Regions from separate parts of the Hordeum vulgare genome. Here region 2 is linked to region 1. The links are chromatin contacts, called in public Hi-C maps. All regions are on one chromosome and are shown on one strand. The core of a region is the stretch at or near the end of the contact, and the rest is flanking DNA. Distances in the headings are between cores, read along the strand shown.

Region 1 (2,700 bases), core at 187-2,686:
GACCATATTGAAGGGTGTATATACATTAAATCATCCGCAAATCATATGACAGGATGGTCATGAGTTTGCACATCAAGGAGTTTAGTACTTGACAAAAATTACACAATACCAAAGAAGTTCCGACGACGCTAGGCAGAAGAGTGAAAGATCTAACGATAGTAATTACGGATAGTTGGAACCTCCCTCAGGTCCCGCCAACTTCCTCGACGCAGACGGAGGAGGCGTGGAGGGCGCCAACACGGGTGCCGCACCCTGACCGCTTCTTTCGCTTCCCGGTGATCATCGCCCACATTGGCTTGACCGCCTGGATCTCAGAGTTACCACCGACCTCCTTCGCCTCCTCTGCACAGCCCCCATCCTCCACCTTGACCTCTCCTGCACTAATCACATCCCCAACCTTTGCCTCGCCATCACAGCCCACGTCCTCCTCCTCCTTGACATCGCCTGCAGAGCACCAGCCCCAACCCTTGTCCTTGACCTGTGGATTGAAGGAAAGCTTCAGCCTCAGCTTCAACGGGAGGGCGAACGGCTTAGCTGGCAGAGGAGGCGGCGAGATGGCCGGCTTGACAGGCTCAGGCGAAGGGGGCGGCGGCGGCGAGACAATCGGCTTGGCAGTCTGTGACATGGGAAGACGCAGGACGGTTGGCTTGGCAGGATGTGGCATGGGAAGGCGCAGGACGGTGGGCTTGGGAGGCTCTGGCGGCGGGAACGGGAAAGGGAAGCAGCCGGTGGTGGTGGTGGTGGTGGTGGCGTCGGGCGGGCGGCGGCTCCCGCTGATGCGGATCTTGGCGGCGTCGTAGGCGGCGGCGGCCTCCTCGGCGGTGTCGAAGGTGCCGAGCCAGAGGCGGCGGCCCTGGATCGGGTCGCGGATCTCCGAGGCGAACTTGCCCCACCGGCGCTGGCGCACGCCGCGGTACCGCACCGAGGGGGTCCTCCCCCCGGCCTGCGGCGGGCGCGAGTCCTCCCTCCTCCCGGCCTCCATCACGCGGCGGCGCTTCTTGCGGTCCCTCCGGCGCTCCTCCTTGGTCGTCGGCATGGCAAGCAGCGGCGGCGGCGCGGCCTCGTCCTCGCTGGAGGAGGAGTCGGTGGCGTCGGCGTCGTGCACGATGATCCGCACCACGCGGCCCCTGGGCGGCGGCGCCGCCTCCGCCGCCGCCGCGGCGGCCAGCATGTCCAGGCTAGGGTTGGGCCCCATGCCTCGTGTCTCGGCTCAATCCATCCTCGCGCGCGATCGGGGGCGCTCAGCCTCGGCGCCCCGCCATGGGCGGCGGCGGCGGGAAGGGGAAGGGGGAGGGGAGGCTAGGGTTAGGGTTTCGTCCGTCGGTGGGGCGGGGCGGGGCGGGGCGGATGCGGCGGGTGTTGGTGGCGTGCGGTTGTGGGGTTGCGGTGGAAGCCGGAGGACGAGTGGCGGAGGAGGCGGGGGCTAAAAGGGGGGAAATGGGTGGGGGCGGAGCACGGGTCGGTTGAGGGGCAGTATCGGGATTTCCCGTTTTCATTTCTTCTGGTCCTGGGCTCCTGGCCCTGGCCCTGGCCCTGGGAAGTAGTATCGCGGCACGGATCAAAGGGAGCGCGTGGATATTCTCGAGGGCTGGGGCTTACCTCGGAACAAAGAAAGAAATGTGGGGAGGCGAAATTCAAATTCGTGGGGTGGACTACTGGCTCCTTGCGTTGCCGAGGAGGATAAGAACGACCACTTGGAGGTTCTCTCAAATGGTTATCGGGAATTTGGGATAAACCATGTGGACTAAGACTAGATGCGCAAGTTTGAGGCAAAATGGACAAAAATAATCCCAAAATGTAACAAATTCACAAAATAAACTCTCTTGGAAACTATCTCACTCAACTAACATTTTCAGGTAGCGTCCAACGCGTCGGTGCTATGCCCTATGTCATAGCGTCTTTCTCACACGCGCTACGCTGCTTGATAGCGTGGCGTCGTGAGCCAGGTCGGGCCTCACCCATGGTTAAGTATCGTCGTCTGAAGCATAGGTGGTATCCCATATGTGGCATAGCGTGTGAGACAGCAAAAAGTCTAATTTAAACATTAAACTTGTATCTGTCAGGCGGAATGAACCCCCGAGTCAAAATCCCGGTCGATTGCACCCTGAACTATGCAATCCCGGTCTAAATCGAACCCTCACCTTCTGTCAACTGGAATTTATCTCGAGAACCGACCCATTTTAATTTTTCCGTTAAAAAAAGGGCGCACTTAAGTTTCATTTCGTTAAAAAAATAATGCATGGGTGGCTTCCTTTTTCTTCCTTTTTTCTTAAATTTTTTAATCTTTTTCAAATAGTTCATGCAGGGCGCAAATTATTCACGCCGTGCGGCATGCAAAACATTTCCTAAATATGCAATAAACAGTTTAGCAATACACAATAAACTTTGTATAATATAAGAGAAAATAAACAGTAACAAGAAAAGAATGTACGTTGCATTTGAAAAATGTTCACGCATTTCAAAATAATGTTTGGGACATTTAGAAAAATGTATACGATGTATTGAATTTTTTCAATTTTTTTTTATAAGGCATGAATTTTTAATTCATTTTTGAAGCCATATTTTTTCAATTTGTTTCTTTTCTTTTTTTCTACTTTTTTATTTTAAGGCGCGAAATTTTTACAATTTGTTTTTTTAATCCATGAAACTTTTTATTAAACTTGTGGACTTTTTCGAATCTGAGAACTTTCTTCAAAACTA
Region 2 (2,700 bases), core at 123-2,622, 270 kb after region 1:
ATCCAATGAAATTCCTTTGAAACAAAGGAACCCTAAATATTTTCTTGAGGAATTTCCCCCCTTTTGCAGAAACTTCTGCTCCTACATGTGTACCATGTGGAAATAATTATGTCATCCCGAATTGCCTGTCCCAGGCTTCAATTGTCGTTTAATTAGAACGTCACTTGGGTTGCCATGAAAAGTCAAAGGAGTAGTTAAATTAGTGTTTGCAATGAGTGAAAGTCTAAGCTAGCTTTACCTAACGCTTGCACAGCGACCACCGAATCAATCCACACCCCTACAAACCATAAACAACAAGGTAATGGCCTATTCACGTGGATTGCCTTTAAAAGTCCAATGTAGCGTGTTTTAGCTAAAGTACGTCCAAATTATTGATGAAATCCAGCCACCCGGCCAGTGGGAATTTGGTTGGTTACAAGGATCCTTTTTGGGATGCGCCGTAGTACTAGCAGGCTAGCTAGCAGTATTGCTAATGAATGGCCACATGTGTATACATACACACGTGATGGTAGCTAATGTATGTAGGCTAGGTAGGTTAGGTAATCACTCTTATCTTAAGTCCTTGCTAGAGCTTATTTAGGAAGTAATAGTAGACCAAAATTCGAAAAGGGCGACAGAAAAATCGCATCAGCTAGCACATCTATCAGCCACAAAAGAGTTGTGACTTGTGAGTGAGTGAGTGAGTGACCAAGATGGATCAAGAACCAATGCATATGGGACCGAGCATGATCGCATCACTTCCAATAATTGTGCTCCTCCTCCTCCTGTCCCATAGTACAAAGTTAGCTAGTTATGATTTGCTTTTTAATTTTGTTCTTTATGAACAAAACAACACGATGGCAATTGCACCAGCTTTCAATCACAGGAAAGGAGAAGCAATAGCTAGAAGCTCCATTGAATCAGACAAGGGTCCCTGCCAAATGAATATGTGGATGTCTCTTTTGCTTGCTACCCCTATCGTTGGCCTTGTCACCATGTGTCTTTAGCTAGCTAGCTTTCTGTTGTGCTCCTCTTATCTTATCCTTATCACAATGTTAACATATTCACCGCTTTCTAGCTATGTCACTAATTTTGTAATCAGAACCTATGTCTCATTCTTCATAATTTGGAGCTCGTTTGGAACCTGTGAGTTTCAGGAGAGGTGGTTCAGTTTCCTACATGACTGAGAATGAGGAATTTTCCATGCTCCACATAGAGCCTTGCTCTCGATGGCTTTTCATGGGTCTCAAATAGTAGGTCATGCAGTATGTATGTATGTATGTATGTATGTATGTATGTATGTATGTATGTATGTATGTATGTATGTATGTATGTATATGTTGTGTACACATGTAGTGATATACGTAGTGGAGAGGAAGCTTGTGGGTTAAACAAGCTGCGGTGTGGTGGGAGGTCGCTGTCCTTCACCGGTTCACCGGCGTATCTTGCACAGGGCGTAGGCAGAGATCGTGTGTGTCACGCACGCACCTCACTTGTACTTTTCATTGCTTCCCAGTGTTGCGACTAAGGTGAGGTGAGGTGAGGTGAGAGTGCGGCGTCAACAACGACTTGTTGCGCCCTGCGCGCGTCACGCCGTGTGTATCTCCCACTATTGCTATTGGCATTCCTATATATCGTAGCTAGCAGAGATAGCTATTCCTAAGAGAGCGAGCTGCTGCTTTGGTTAATTAAGCACTTGAGCTCAGCTCACTGGCGTCTGGTCTGGCGGAGTTCATGTGTGGAGCATCATGATGTGCTGTGGCGCCACTTGTAATCTGCCGTCTCGATCATTTCTGCACGCTTTTTGTCCCGGCTTTCGAGTCCTTTTCAGTAAATTATACACATATATATATCATACCAATTGTCGAGGAAACGCAATACAGAAAACAAGATGCCGACAATCGTGGTCTTCGACTAGAGCACGATTTCGCCCGTAAAAAGACGCGGAGCCAAGCAATCGCCGTTGTTGTGCCGAGCAGGCATGCTGTTAGAAGGAAGACGAACAATTTGATTCATTTTCTCTCTCTTTCTCTCTAGAGAAGTGTCCGTTTACTGGAATCAGATCAGTCATCACACTAGGAGAAGAAGCGGAAGGGATGGACCTTCCCGCTGTAATTTCATCGCCTGTGAAGAGGCGGTCCAAATTACGGCAATCCTGGTCGGCCGGCCGCCCCGTGTAGAGCGAGATCGAGCACATTTTATTTTCTCTGGTTTCGCTCAATTGCATTCGGAAAAAGAACGAACAAATCATTAAAAAAAAGGAAAAATCATGAATTCAGAAAATTTCATGGATTTTGAAAAAAGTTCTTGATTTTGCAAAAAATCAACAATTTTAATAAAGTTCATACAAACTGAAAAAAAATCATCAAAATTATAAAAAGTTTGTCGATATTGAAAAAACTTCATGGAATCTTAAAAATGTCCATCAATTTTAAAAAAGTTCATCATTTTGAAGAAACAATTCAGGTATTTGCAAACAATTCGTAGAACCATGAAGAAGAAAAAAAAAGGAAAAAGAGAAAAGAAAAATGGAAAAGTAAGAATAAAAAATAAAGAAAAGATGAACATTATCTAATTCCGCTGGTTGGTGCGGAAGTTACACCGGCGTACCTCAATGAGGGAGGTCACTAATTTAGTTCACATACGTTGCGCATTTTTACGGATTAAAATCTAGATGGACTGGCCCACACGCGGGCGTTTCAAGCGTCCGTTTGCAAAAAT

What was found. A called contact is a pair of places that touch in the nucleus more often than the background predicts.
Region 2: a contact with region 1 is called in a Hi-C map of seedling, with 3 times the contacts expected there. The contact joins the enhancer-like site here to the promoter of LOC123452956 in region 1. A contact is called at or near these places in 3 of 6 Hi-C or Micro-C datasets (leaf and seedling).

Annotation. Positions count from the first base shown.
Region 1 is chr5H:559,553,036-559,555,735 of MorexV3_pseudomolecules_assembly, forward strand. It overlaps LOC123452956 (ethylene-responsive transcription factor 1-like), which reads right to left and starts at 1,437. Exons shown (of 1, transcript XM_045129703.1): 1 at 6-1,437. The coding sequence starts at 1,195. The coding sequence ends at 185.
Region 2 is chr5H:559,819,904-559,822,603 of MorexV3_pseudomolecules_assembly, forward strand. No RefSeq gene overlaps it. Among protein-coding and RNA genes, the nearest start is that of LOC123452963, 15 kb to the right of the region's middle. Within about 2 kb of position 1,373, at least 3 of the 3 cell types and tissues checked have open chromatin away from gene starts, as enhancers often do. A contact at or near this core is called in leaf and seedling, where this site is marked.